Linked DNA regions of Mus musculus: regions 2, 3 and 4 are each linked to region 1. A link is a contact called in public Hi-C, HiCAR-type and HiChIP or PLAC-seq data. All regions are on one chromosome and are shown on one strand. The core of a region is the stretch at or near the end of the contact, and the rest is flanking DNA. Distances in the headings are between cores, read along the strand shown. Region 1 holds the start of Pcsk6 (proprotein convertase subtilisin/kexin type 6). Region 2 overlaps Pcsk6 (proprotein convertase subtilisin/kexin type 6). Region 3 overlaps Pcsk6 (proprotein convertase subtilisin/kexin type 6). Region 4 has its middle 28 kb from the start of Gm51485.

Region 1 (3,240 bases), core at 331-2,830:
GGGAACCAGGCCTTGTCCCAGGGCGTCAACTTCTGCAACAAAGAGGGGATCTTGAGTTACTGCCCAGAGAGCTGACTCCCCTTGGCCAGGGACAACAGAGGCACACAAAAGGTATTTGTGGTAGGAGCTCTGTTGGCATGAATTTGGCATGTCCTGGTTGGGCCCCCCACCAACTGTCCTCTCCTTCTACCTTCATTAAGGTGACTCATGCTTATAGAAAGGATGGATCATCTGAGGTAAAAAAAAAAAAAAACCCAAGGACTCCTGAGAGGGATGTTGGAAAAGACTTCAGTTGGCCCTCTGTCTCTCTCTCTGTCTCTCTCTCTCTGTCTCTCTGTCTCTCTGTCTCTCTCTCTCTCTCCTGTATCCCCTAGCATGTCTGTCTGTCTGATCTGCCTGGCTATAGACTCAGGCAAGTGAATTCCATACAGTACCAGTCTGGGAGCCAGGTGCTCTTGGAACCTGAGCGTTGGTGAGGTAGCTTCTTTTGTGACTCAAGGCCTTCTCTGCCTTGTTTTGCTGTCTTCGGTTTCCTGGTCCCCCTCTTGTATTAATCAGGCTGAAGGTTTGCTTTCTGTATGAGGCCAGTTGGGACCAATGGGCCGTCCGAGGCTTGCAGCCATCCCAGCCTCTCATTGCATCTTCACAGTATGAACGAGTCCCCGGTTTCTCCAGGCTGTTCCTGGAGGGAGGGGTGAGGATGAGTCAACTTACATTCACACTGACTGGTCCTAGCTCAGTGGGTACTTTTAAGAGTGTACACCATCTACTGAATACCAAGCACGTGGCAGGCCCTGGGCTCATCAAAACAAACATTACTGTCAGCTGATTGCAAAGGAAGAGCTGACATCCTCAAAACAGCCCGATGGATGGATAGATGCTATTGTTATCCGCATCTTACAAGCCCAGCAAGAACAGAAAGGGGCCCAACATCATACAGATGCTAAGTGGTCAGCTAAGGAGTTCACCTGTACAACCTTCCTAGCAAAGCCTCAGCCCTGTATGGACGCTGTGTCCTCAATACTCTCATAGACTCCAGCTAAGTTTGCCACATGCCCTTTGCCCATGCAATGTGGTCTTGAGGTTGGGCCAGATCCTGGGACACCCCAGTGTTTTCCTGGCATCGTTTTCCCCTGAAGATCCTGCACATTTGCATGTTCACTGCCACAGCTAAGTTGAGCAAGGCTGCCTAGCCTTGGGGACCCCAGCAGGTGAGTTCAGCCTCCAGGGGCGCAACCGGTAGGAAGGTGCCGCTCTAAGTCAACTCCTCCGGGATATGGGGAACTCACGTGGGATGCCCAGAGCCCTCCCGGCTTCTAGCAGAACGCGCGGAGCCCAGGCTGCCACTCCGGGCAGCGCCGTGTTCCGAGAGACCCGAAGTCTCGAGCCTCCCCTGCGCCGGCCCCCGGCTGCTGGCGGGCCGGGAGACTGCCGCACGAGCGCGGGCCCAGGGGCGCCACCGGGCCGCGCGGGCGGGAACGCGCCGCGGCGGCCTCCTCCTCCCCGGCTCCCGCCCGCGGCGGCGGCGCTTCCCCGGCGCGGAGCGGCTTTAAAAGGCGGCTCCCCACCCCCCGGCGCACTCGCCGCTCGGGCGCCGCGCGAGCCTGCCGCTGCCATGCCTCCGCGCGCGCCGCCAGCGCCCGGGCCCCGGCCGCCGCCCCGGGCCGCCGATGTCGCGCGGGGCGCAGGGGCCGCCGGCCGGCACGGACTCCCGCCGCTCGCGCTGCGCCCCTGGCGTTGGCTGCTTCTGCTCGCGCTGCCCGCCGCCTGCTCCGCGCTGCCGCCGCCGCGCCCCGTCTACACCAACCACTGGGCAGTGCAAGTGCTGGGCGGCCCCGGCGCGGCGGACCGCGTGGCTGCGGCGCACGGCTACCTCAACTTGGGCCAGGTGAGTACGGCCGGCCCCGCGCGCCCCAAACTTTCCCGGCCGCCGGCGGCCACGCGCGAGGGGGCGCCTTGCCAAGCCCGCGGCCAGCGGCGCCGCGTGGGAAGGCGACCCGTATCGCTGGGGACGGCGGGGGCTTCTTGCGGGGACTCTCTGGGAGAGCCGTGGGACACTCGGCGGGAAGGACGTGGTAGGCTGCGTGGACGGTCACGCGGGAGGGCCCGAGGCCGTGGGTCCCCAGGCGATGTCGCCGAGCATTCGCACTCGGAAGTGTGTGGCCTCGGAAGCCCAGGTCGGGCGCCTACACCTGCCCAGCCGCGTTCGAGTGGGCGCCTAAGGGGTCGCTGCGCTCTGCCCACCCGCGCCATCATCATCGTGTACCTATTTCCCTGTGGCCTTCGAGCCTTAGCTCCGTCTCGGGCCACTCTGCCCTCGACGGGTCGCCCGGAGCTCTGGGCTCCCGTTCGTGCGCCAAGGCAGTCAGGCGCTGGTTGGGCGATGTGAGCATGACCCGGGCAACTCAGGGACTGGCTTTCCCTCTGTGTGGTGCGCTGGTGCCTGTGTCCAGAAGTCAGGTTTGGGTCAGGGTGCAAGCAGGACCCAGAAGCTGCAGGTTGGTTGTAGGCTGAACTCTGCACTTGAAACCTCTCTAGGCAAAGACATGGATTGCTTTGCTTTGGGCTCTGGATGCAGCTGGAAAGGCAGCTGTCTGCCCACTAGCTGCATGACCTTGGACATGTCATTTCTTGACTTGCTCATCCGTAAGGGTGGCGACTTTGTACTGCCTGAGGTTGTTGAGATGAGCCGGGAGTGTTCAGAAGCAAGGCACTACTCATGGGATGCCCATTCTCTCACCCCTGGTGGTATAAGCTGGCTGTCATTTATACCAAGAGAAGCCGAGATAGGGCACTAGGTCCGCGCAGCTCCCAAGGACTGCCAATGCAGGGTGCCTTTCCATATTGCAGCCCCGCAGAGGGGCAATGGGGGCAGGTTGATTCCGGTTTATGGTCCGTGGAGGGACCTCAGCAGGTTCAAAATGTGCAGTCCCACCAGGAGAGCTCTCAGCACCTTAACAGATCCATAAACTACACACTCTGGAGAATCAAGTGAAATGAAGGGAGGGTGGCCTTGTAACTCAAACTGCAGTAGCAGACAGTGTTAAATAGCAGACAGATTTAGTTTCATCATTATCTGTGACAGAAGCCAGTAAACGTGTGCTTCTGCACTTGACGTGAATCGGAAGGCCTCCTGGAAGGGGAAATTCTGCTCTGTGAAGTTCCAGGTCAGAGTTTCTCCAAAAGGAAAGAATCCGCTTTTGTGTCTTCAAACATCCAAAGAGCTAAGATTTTGCCTTT
Region 2 (3,240 bases), core at 372-2,871, 120 kb after region 1:
GCAGCAGAAGTGGAGAGAAAGGTCCAGGCAGCAGTGGAATATTTCGCTCGCCCTTGCAGTGAGGAGCATCCGCCCTCCCAGCCCTCCCATGCAACTTGCAGGAATGAGGAGTCCTGGTGGCTAAGTGACTTCCCAGTTAAAGAGATTTCACATAAAAACTGATTGCTACAGTTAGCTTTGTGCCCCAGGCAGGCTGGTCCCCTGCCCCAGAGAAGCTTAATATCTTAGCTGTGAAAACCAAGACCCGAGACGCCATTAATTCCTTCGGGGGGGAGGGGGGTGGCGGGGGGGGGGTTCAAACTGCCCACCGGCCCACCAGCCTGGCACTGCACAGACTTGGTTCCCTGTGGGGGAAACCAGCCCAGAGCCCTCTCCCAGCAGCTGGGGTCCCTTAGCAGGAACCCCTGAGACAAGTGAAGCTAAGTGAAATGAGTGCTTCTTCTAGTCTGGGTACAGTGAGCCCTGAGCTGGACAGCTGTGAGGCACTGGCCAGGCCCCCAGTGTTTGGCTGTCCTGTCTTCACCTGTCTGCTTACATCCTGTGTCCTTATCCATGGGATCCAGGTTTCCCCAACAGGACTCTAGGTCATTTCTAGAGCAGTGATTGCTCTCTCCAACAGTTAGTAAAAGGCTGAGGGAGGAAATAGTGTTTTAATCCTGGTTAGAACTTTGTTTGGCTTGCCACTACTATTCTACCTGTGACAGTGTTAGAAGGTTAAAAGTGGCCTCACTCCTGGGTCTTGGGGCATCACATTTCAAAGCTCTTGGGCAGGGCACCAGCGACCCTGTTCCCCCTGCCCCCAATCACTAAGGAGCCATTTGTCACCAACATGCTCAGTTTCTCTTGAGTGTATAGTTGGGATACTACAGGCAAACACTTTACCTGAAAGGGTGTGTGGGCCCTGTGGGCCTGGGCCTGTCTCGAACTTTCTACTATATTCTGGATCTGCCATAACGGTAGGGCGCCTAAACCCAGACAGTAAAGCTCAGAGAAAGCAATGAAAGAAGCCAGACTCTAAGTCAATTTATGGTACATGCAAAGCATGTTTTTCAAATATTTACAGAGTCTCGAGGGCATTACATCACTATTCCTAGCTGTTTTGAATGTTTTCTTATGACTCAGGCCCAGTAGAGCCCAGCGAATCCATTCCTAAGAGACTCCAAGTGCATGTTTGTTCCGGGCCTCTCCAAGGGAAGCCCCCGCACAGAGGGGAAAGCATTCCTCAGCTCAAACCATATAGCAGGGAATTACTAATGTGCCATTGGGTGGCAATCAGGTTTCCACCAAAAAATGCCATCTTTATTCCGTTTACAAATTGGTGGGAAAGGGCCAGGCTTTCAGAGACACGAACTCTCAAAGCAGCCTGTAGGCACAGGGTTTGGGTCTGTTTTGTGCTTCCAAAAAACGGGTGGGAATGATTTTTGAGTGACTGGAGATGGGCTTGTCATCAGCTTCCATCCTAGGTGACAGAAGGGCCCCTGGGCCCTTATGAGAAGTCATGGAAATACCATCATTTATTTCCTTCATGGGGCAATGGGTTGGCAGTCTTCCAGCAGACTGACTGGAGGCAGAGCAACTGCAGCAAATCCAGGTCCCTTGAGTGTGGGTTAACCCTGAGGAGACATGGCCTGGAGACCAGAGCGGTGTGTCACTGATGCAGTCCTTCCTTCTCCCTGATGGATGACTTAATCCTTGAAAGCTTTCCCACCAGCACCTCGTGCTGGTTGTTCAGCATTCATAATGCTATCTCTGAGGCTCATGCTCTTGAGAAAGTGAGCTGGCCATGATACTGTTTAAAGACAGGTAACTCCTGGGTTGCAAAGGGAAGGCCCCCAGATATATTGGCCCCAAGTGTGCATAAAGATACATAAAAAAGAAAAAAGAAAGAAAACTATAACCATAAAGTTTCCCAGCAGTGGTCAGAATGGAGCACCTAAGAGTGAGACCTCTGTGACTCCCTGGGGGCTCCCAGAACCCAGAGGCCACAGCAGGGGAGGGACAGACTCAACATTGAAGTCCCTATCCTCCCCGTATGAGATTAAGACTTGGGTATCCAGCACTTTGCTTGTTTTTCCTCCCCAGGAGCATCCCCATAGTGCAGGTGCTACGGACCACAGCCCTGACCAACGCCTGTGCGGACCACTCAGACCAGCGTGTGGTGTACCTGGAGCATGTGGTTGTCCGAATCTCTATCTCACACCCACGCCGGGGCGATCTCCAGATCCACCTGATTTCTCCCTCTGGAACCAAGTCTCAACTTTTGGCAAAGAGGTGAGGCTACTCTCTTCAGCATTTGCTCATGAAGGTCCTAATTACTCTAGATCCTGGCAAGACCCCCTACACAGGGAAATGGGGGGTTCTCTCTGGGTCTATATAGGCAGGACCCACAATGCTAAAGAGCAGGCCAGGGCCTTTGAAACAGACCTGTGAAACTTTAATCTTCAGGAAGAAGTAATGGGAGTTGTTGCCTGCTGGGGTGGAGTTCATGTTATGTCCCATTGCTCTTAGAAGTACAGTGAAGGTTGTGACCATCCTACATGGTTGTCACTTAATTAAGCTGAGGTACCCCAATGTTTGCTTTTCTTTGGGAGCACCCCCTCCCATTCAGTTCTGAGCTGCTCCCAAGGGCCAGGTGTGGCTGGTGAGGTGCAGGGAAAGTTCCCAAAATCCCACAAAGGCTTGAGCTGGGATTTGGGACTGCAGGCGCTTCCTCTGCTTCCTGCAGGGTTTGTTGGAAGGCTGCACTGTGCAGTTATGTCTTGAATGTCTTACGTGTAGTTGTGACATGATAGCAAGTGCTTGGATAGACTTAAATAGCTTTTGAGTAAACAGAGCAGAGGAATTTGTAGGAGCCAGGGGGAACCCAGGGAGAGTTAGGATATTTATTGTCTCTTTCTAGCTAGGGAGCAGAGTGAAGTTTCACAGTCAACCTAGTATTTCTAGAATTTGCATGTGTCCCTCAGCCCTTGAGGAGGCACCTGGGATTAGGTACCCTGCCTGTTGTAGCACTTATCCTGGGATGTCGGAAGCGTGGGAGGCAAGGTATATAGGAAATGTTCTCACAAGGTCAGACAGAACCCATCATTTTTCTTATCCACTCTGATGACCCCTATTGTGTAAGACAGAGCTGTCAGAGAGCAATGAAGTGTTGCCAGCATCACTGTCCCAAGCAGAGGGGATCCGGGCTGTGCCCTCCAGCCCTCTATGTGGCCTCTGGGAACAGCAGCCCCCAGATGGGCA
Region 3 (3,240 bases), core at 320-2,819, 96 kb after region 1:
GTGGGAGATCCACTGCCACCACACTTTGAGTTGTGGGACTGAGCCCTGAATTCCCATGTGGTAAACAGACTTCCTGTGCTTTGAACCTCTGTAGTGACATGTCACCAAAGGCCAAATCAAAGGGTATTGCCAGTCATGGGTTGAAGCCTACAAAACTGTGAGCCAAATAAACTTACTGTCTTCGTTTCTTTTTTCTTTGTTTCTTTCTTTGCAGCTTGATTTCCCTCAAATGTTTGTTACAGTGCTAGACAGTTAACTGACAGACTACTCACCTGCTAGGCCCGAAGACATTTGTAGCATGATTCTTTTGTGGTTCAGTGCCCACACATTGAGTCTGGAGCACTATTTTCAGCTGTTCTGTGTATTTCCCAGATAATATGATTGTTGAACTTCATGAAATAAGAACGTTTTATCAATTGGTTTGCCTTGGGTACAGAGTTGAGAGTGACATTATCTTGTAGGTGGTTCGCCTAAGGAGTAGATAGGCTCTGATGGGCTAAATGACATTTTATTTGGATTTTAGTCACTTTCAACTGGCTCTGATTAATCTTTTCCAGCAGGTAATTATAGTCTCGCTTTGCTTCATGCTGAGGGCATGCTCTGAGAAAGCCATCATTAGGCCATTGCATCATGATGTAACCTCATGATAGAGGACTTGCACAAACTCTAATGGCACAGAAGCCTTCCCCACACCTAGCTTCTCTGCACCTGTGGGATCCATTGTTGACTGAAGTATCATGACACAGGCATTACCCAATTCACAGACACACCCACTTCCTTGTTTTGTGCCTTTCTTTTAAAAGTTAACCTATTTCTTAGACTGTCTTCTTTTAGATGTGTGTGTGTGTTTGTGTGTTTGTGTGTTTGTGTGTGTGTGTGTGTGTATTAATGTTTTTCCTCCATGAATGTATATATATATATCACATGCCTGCCTGGTATCTGCAGAGGTCAGAAGATGGCATTAGATCCGCTGGAACAAGAGCTAGAGATGAATGTGAGCCTCCCAGGGGGTTCTGGGAATTGAACCTAGGTCCTCTGCAAGAACAACAAGTGCTCTAAACTGCAGAGCCATTTCTTCAGCCCCAGAAGTTAACGTTTGTTGTGAAGTATAGGTAACCTTTGTGGTAAGCTGCTCGGCATTTTGGAGATGCAGAAAGCAGAGCGAATGGGCCATCCTAATGTATCCAGGCTAAAGGAGCACGAGGAACCTCCCTGTGGGTTTTGTTGGGAGCCTTAGCCTAGAACTGAAGTCTCTTTAGTCTGTAAAAAAAAAAAAAAAAAGAGTGTCCCATGGCTTCCAGAGCAGGTGGTCCAATTTCCCCAAGGAAAGACCTGGACTCCGAGAAGGGATAGATGGATTGGGTCATAGACTCTGCTTGAAAGATGTCCTTAAACTGATCAGTTGCTCAGATTCAGTGTCAGTCCCCTCCCTATGTTTGGCAGGGCTACTTCTCAGTCCTTAGGAACCTAGGAGGTCCAATTTATGCTGTGCACTATCCATGGGTCCTGCAGTTGGGACTGACTTAATCTCGTCTTCCATGAGCTAATCATTAACTAGTGTTCGTGGCTGGGATGGCACGAAGTTCAGTCAAAAACCATTGATCCCATGGATGTAGATTAGAACAGAGCTTCGGGAACCTGCCTGACCTGCCACTATCATGAGCTTTCTCTGGTTCCTGAAGTCACCAGCCTGGGTGGGTGCTGACATCTCACTTGACTGCTTTAACATTCATCATAATGGCAGCACCTCAGGGAACTCTAGTGGGTCATCTATAGGAAAACAGTGATCTAGAACAGGGTCGTGTTTATCTACTCAGTCTCACCCAGAAGGCACAAGCTCTCCCCTCCCCCTTCACCCCTCTTTGAAAAATGAGCTGGCCCTTCAAGAAGCTGATCTCCAAAACTATTTCAGGAAATCAATGCACTTCTCTCTCAACGCTAACTTCTCTGACCCATAAAACTTAAAACAATTCCAAATTCTGCCATTGTGTGTTTCTAACCTTGGTCTTACACTGAGTTCCCTTGGTCATCAGCTATGATAATGGGAGTTATAGACTTTGCACTGGGATCCAGGTTGTCCTGTGAAGGTCAGAGGGATCTTTTGGCCCGTCCTTGCCAGGATCATGAGCATCCGTGGTCTTAACGTTGTTCCCACAAGCAAAACAGCTCCACTGAAACCCGACAGAACCCTTGGGCAGGACCCACGTGTTCTCAGGGCAACCTTCACAGCCCTGTGGAGGAACAGGCTGAAGGTGGGGTTGCACACTGGTGTGAGATGCTTCCATGGTGCCCCACTTCAGTCGCTAACATCTGTTCTTGCTTCCATGTAGGGTCGCCAAGGTCTGGGCTCCATTTTTGTTTGGGCCTCTGGGAATGGTGGGAGAGAAGGGGACCACTGCTCCTGTGATGGCTACACCAACAGCATCTACACCATCTCCGTAAGCAGCACCACTGAGAACGGCCACAAACCCTGGTACCTGGAAGAATGCGCTTCCACGTTGGCTACCACCTACAGCAGCGGGGCCTTCTATGAACGGAAGATCGTAAGTTCTCTCGTAAGGTCTAAGACTTCCTTTCCCCAAAGCCAGTTTGGCCAAGACCAGATTTTGTTGGATCTCAGGTCCCAGCCTGTCCCTCTATGTAGGAGGTCAACCCCAGGGCCTTGGCAGCCTGCCTCAGACTTTACTATTTTATAAGATGTTTGACTCATCTGTGCCCAGAAATGCCAATTAAACCCTCTCTGACTTTAGAGGCCTAAAAATGTCATTTAAGAATGGGGTTCATCTTCATCATATCTCCTTTTAGCTCTCTGGAATTCTGTGGTCACATCCCAGAGTCCAGTTGACCAGTCCTACTCTGATGCACAAAATAGAAAGCTTTGGTTTTATGCTGAAACATTCTGGAAACCCAAGCATTCTCGGCTTCTCTGCCAAGGGACATGCCCTAGACACTTGGAAGTAAAGCCACAGGGTTTGCCAGCTTGGCTCACTGCAGTGAGCAGTTTTTCTTTTATTCTTCTTTGTGGTGGTTAAACCCATGGTAGGCAGGAACTCCACCACTGAGCCGCTGATTTATCTGTCAGATGGCAACTGTTTTAGTATATGGCTGGAATGTATGCTTCTTCCTTCTATACAAGGTTTCCTATATTTAAAGGGGGTTTCCAGTTTAAATTAATGCAGAATTCAAATGCATCGTCATTAAGTTAGTGTGCAGACATTTTTAAAATGAGCCGGTGGAGCT
Region 4 (3,240 bases), core at 258-2,757, 88 kb before region 1:
TTGTGGGGGAGGGAGTCACCTACATAGGACCACTAGAGAGGAGAGAGGCTTGTGGAGATCTTGATTTAAAAGCAGGAAGTCTGTGCCAGACTTCTGACCCATAAATTGTGTGTGGTTGTTTCAGCATCAATAAAAAAATAAAATAATCAAAATCATTGTTAGTAAGACTGTATTCTTTTAAATCAATACCATATTTTTTATGTCTTCCAAATAATACACACATTTGTCTGAAAGAGAGGAGACTTCATAATGTAATGGTTAGCAATTCAATGGTGTCAGAAAAATAAGAAAAATCAGAATATTCATGACAAGAGAAATTTGTTATGGTGTACTTTTTATTTGTGTGTGTTATTGCAGGTGCCTTCAGAAGCCAAAAGAGGGCATCAGACTCCCTCGAGCTGGAGCCAGTGGTGGTTGTGAGCTGCCTGACATGGCTGCTGGAAACCAAAGTGTTTCTTTGCAAGAGCCACTGAGCCCCATCTTCAGGCCCAAATTTTAGACATATCCCAGGGAGAAGCAGAATCATCAAGTATCCCCGATGAGCGGATTTTCAGAGTCATTGTCAATGTAATTGTCCAATGACAGGAGACTTGCTCACTTACAACATCCAGAGTGTAGAAAATTATGCAGCTTAAATTGTTGAAAAGACATAACTAATCACATTCAACTCTTTTTTGTGATGCTAAGGGAAAGAAGCAAAATACCCAACTCTATGAGGATGACAAGGTCCTTTTTCAAGAAAAAGACAGTGTGATGTGTGTCTGCAGCGAGTCCCTGAAAGGGTGAATAGCAAGCAAGCGCTTTGAGAAATCCCTGAAAGCAAGCACTTTGAGAAGATCTGACCCTTCAGCTTGCTGAGTGTTATGCCAGCTGTTTTATACTGTGAGCAAAATGCCAGACGGAAACAACTCAAGTGAGGCGGGACTCGTTTTACATCACAGTTTCATCATGGTGGGAAGAGAGGGAGTTGAGTCTGCTTTGGCAGAGACTCCTCACCCTGCACACACTAGGAAGAGAGGCCCAGCTGCTACCGTAAAAGCCCCCTCCTAGAGTCCAGCTTCTATCAGCCGGGTCCCCTTTCCTAAAGGCTTAGCCTGTTTCAAGTTAGTGTCACTGGTGGAGAACACTCAAAACATGACATGGGGACATTCATGCTTCGAAGTGTAACACTTCCCTACATATGAAATATTTTCCACCATGATAGTTCAGATTAAGGGGAAATTTTTGCTAAAGGGGGAGGTCCCTGAGAACTACAGAAGAGGTCCCACTGGGAATGTCTACTGGGGTCACAGGGGCAGCGGGTGGAGGCTGGAGCCTTCCCTTCTGGGATGTTGATAATGGATGGGTCTCTGGGTCAAAGAAGCACACAGGATTAAACTGCTGAGTAACACCCACTTTGTTTAGTTGTATTGATTTTTCTAAATGCTCAACGGAAAGCCAGGAAGGAATGCTGTTTTGTTGCCCTTCTGGAAGCCAGAGTACCATGACAGGGTTACTACATTGAAGGAATTGCCTCACAACTTGGCAAGCCTGCTCTGAAAGGCTAAGAGTCCTCAATGAAAGCAGCCCATTATTCTCACTCTTCCTCTGCCAGTCTTGTTCAAACTAGAAGTTGGTTGGGTACCTCCAAGGAAAGGGGGTGCCAGGCACTGGGACACTCCATGATACTCGATTCTGAGCTTAGACTCCCTGAAGACTCCATTCTGTCTACAAACCATCACCAAGCAACCATGGACCCAAACAACCACATACTCAGGAGCAGGAGGGGCCCAGTGTCGCCAGCACCTGAGCACAGATCGATTGCACAGGACATGGAATCTGGTTTTCTCAAGCAATTTTTTTCCCCTGGGGGGGACAGAATTAAAGACTGTCTTAGGACTAATCTCATTCCTCTCCCAGTTTTGGATGCTTTCGGCAGCCATGAGATTTTACAGTTCTTCCTGTTGGCAGCGCTCAGTGGCACGAGATCAATTCCTTTTGCTCTAAACAGGCACATACTTGATGTCTGAGTCCTTGGCAGCTAGTAATATGAGTAAGAAGAAGTACAGGTCACTTCAGATGCTGCCACCGCCAAAGTCAAATGAGAGGCCCGAGGGCTTATGGGTAAGCACGTGGTCCTGGGCAGAGCTGTTACATGTGGCTACCCGCTGCTACCGCAGGTTAATGGTCTGACCTTGGTGGCCATCCCGCCTTGGGGTGAGCTCCACCACAGCAGCTGCAGTGGTGTGGATGTGGTTTGCCTCCACCCAAGCTCTTGTGGAAAATTGGTTGTGACTTAACAGTACTGGAAGGTGTGGCCTTGAAGAGATGGTTGGGTTGCTGAGAGGAATTAATGCCTCTTGTGAGGCTGGTTCTTGTAGACACTGATTCTCTCCCTGAGTGTGGGTTTTAATGTATGCGCAACTTCCTCACTTCCTCGGTGCAGTGGTTTCAGTGAGATGGCCTCCATAGACTTGTATGTTTGAAGGTTTGATATCCAGTTAGTGGAATTATTTGGGAAGGATTAGGAGATGCACCCTCACTGGAGAAGGTGTGACTTTGTTGGAGGAGGTGTGTGTGTCATTGGGGTGGATGGTTGGGGCTTCATAAAGAGCATGCCAGGCCCAGTTTCTCCCTCTATGTGCCGCCTGTGGACCAGGATACAAAGCTCTTGCTCCAATGCCATGCCTGTCTGCCTCCTGCTTTGGCCCTCTAAATTGTAAACAAGCTCTGGACAGTGGGTAGACAACCTAGTCTTACCTTTCTGGTCCTTGATGTTTTTAGATCTTAAGAGACAAACTCTATCTCATGGTTCAGTGTGATGTCTACGATGAGATTTTTGTAGATTCCTTTATCTAATCAAAGAATTCCCTTCTATCACTAGCTTATATAACATTTCCTGTATGAATAGATGTTGAGTTTGTACTAACCCGTTTTTTTAAATCCATCGATACATAGAATCTTCTTTCTTGTGTCAATGTGGTAAATTATACAAACTTTTGAATATTAACCTAAGCTTTTATCCTGGAATATTCTTTTTATAGATCATGAGATTGATATATCAAAATATTAGCCATTATTGATTGGCTGATATTTTAAGATTATACTTGTATTTATGAGAATGATTAAGCCGCAATTTTACTTTTCATAATGATCTTTCTAGGTTTGGGTATCAAGGTTTTCTTGCCTATATGTTGATATGTTGATTGTGTTTTCTTTCTTCCTTTTTCTTTTTGTTTCTATTCTCTGGAAGAGTTTTTA

The links. A called contact is a pair of places that touch in the nucleus more often than the background predicts. HiCAR-type assays count read pairs that join an accessible place to other places. HiChIP or PLAC-seq counts read pairs in DNA pulled down with a chosen protein or histone mark.
Region 2: a HiCAR-type map of fibro-adipogenic progenitors shows a contact between it and region 1, with 2.7 times the contacts expected there. The contact joins the enhancer-like site here to the promoter of Pcsk6 in region 1. A contact is called at or near these places in 3 of 39 promoter capture datasets (cranial neural crest, frontonasal cranial neural crest and liver), 3 of 484 Hi-C or Micro-C datasets (the N1E-115 cell line, liver and nephron progenitors), 3 of 115 datasets of contacts at active chromatin or transcription factors (craniofacial prominence, embryonic stem cells and fibro-adipogenic progenitors) and 1 of 9 other capture datasets (pancreatic islet).
Region 3: a contact with region 1 is called in a Hi-C map of liver, with 3 times the contacts expected there. The contact joins the enhancer-like site here to the promoter of Pcsk6 in region 1. A contact is called at or near these places in 1 of 39 promoter capture datasets (frontonasal cranial neural crest), 5 of 484 Hi-C or Micro-C datasets (the Ba/F3 cell line, cumulus cells, liver and 1 more), 2 of 115 datasets of contacts at active chromatin or transcription factors (embryonic stem cells and fibro-adipogenic progenitors) and 2 of 9 other capture datasets (adipose tissue and pancreatic islet).
Region 4: an HNF4G HiChIP or PLAC-seq map of pancreatic cancer cells shows a contact between it and region 1. The contact joins the enhancer-like site here to the promoter of Pcsk6 in region 1. A contact is called at or near these places in 2 of 39 promoter capture datasets (both in liver), 4 of 484 Hi-C or Micro-C datasets (embryonic fibroblasts, epidermal suprabasal cells, pancreatic cancer cells and 1 more), 3 of 115 datasets of contacts at active chromatin or transcription factors (embryonic stem cells, neural progenitor cells and pancreatic cancer cells) and 1 of 9 other capture datasets (adipose tissue).

What each region holds. Positions count from the first base shown.
Region 1 is chr7:65,860,556-65,863,795 of GRCm38.p6, forward strand. It overlaps Pcsk6 (proprotein convertase subtilisin/kexin type 6), which reads left to right and starts at 1,581. Exons shown (of 22, transcript NM_011048.1): 1 at 1,581-1,888. The coding sequence starts at 1,616. It overlaps Gm20684 (predicted gene 20684), which reads right to left and starts at 1,487. Exons shown (of 3, transcript NR_169041.1): 1 at 1,290-1,487; 2 at 435-682.
Region 2 is chr7:65,978,065-65,981,304 of GRCm38.p6, forward strand. It overlaps Pcsk6 (proprotein convertase subtilisin/kexin type 6), which reads left to right. Exons shown (of 22, transcript NM_011048.1): 12 at 2,083-2,271. Among named protein-coding and RNA genes, the nearest start is that of Gm51486, 49 kb to the left of the region's middle. Within about 2 kb of position 1,622, at least 58 of the 459 cell types and tissues checked have an H3K27ac peak or open chromatin away from gene starts, as enhancers often do. A contact at or near this core is called in the N1E-115 cell line and fibro-adipogenic progenitors, where this site is marked.
Region 3 is chr7:65,956,767-65,960,006 of GRCm38.p6, forward strand. Pcsk6 (proprotein convertase subtilisin/kexin type 6) reads left to right here. Exons shown (of 22, transcript NM_011048.1): 8 at 2,331-2,543. Among named protein-coding and RNA genes, the nearest start is that of Gm51486, 28 kb to the left of the region's middle. Within about 2 kb of position 1,570, at least 14 of the 459 cell types and tissues checked have an H3K27ac peak or open chromatin away from gene starts, as enhancers often do. A contact at or near this core is called in liver, where this site is marked.
Region 4 is chr7:65,772,649-65,775,888 of GRCm38.p6, forward strand. No RefSeq gene overlaps it. Among named protein-coding and RNA genes, the nearest start is that of Gm51485, 28 kb to the right of the region's middle. Within about 2 kb of position 1,508, at least 16 of the 459 cell types and tissues checked have an H3K27ac peak or open chromatin away from gene starts, as enhancers often do. A contact at or near this core is called in liver and pancreatic cancer cells, where this site is marked.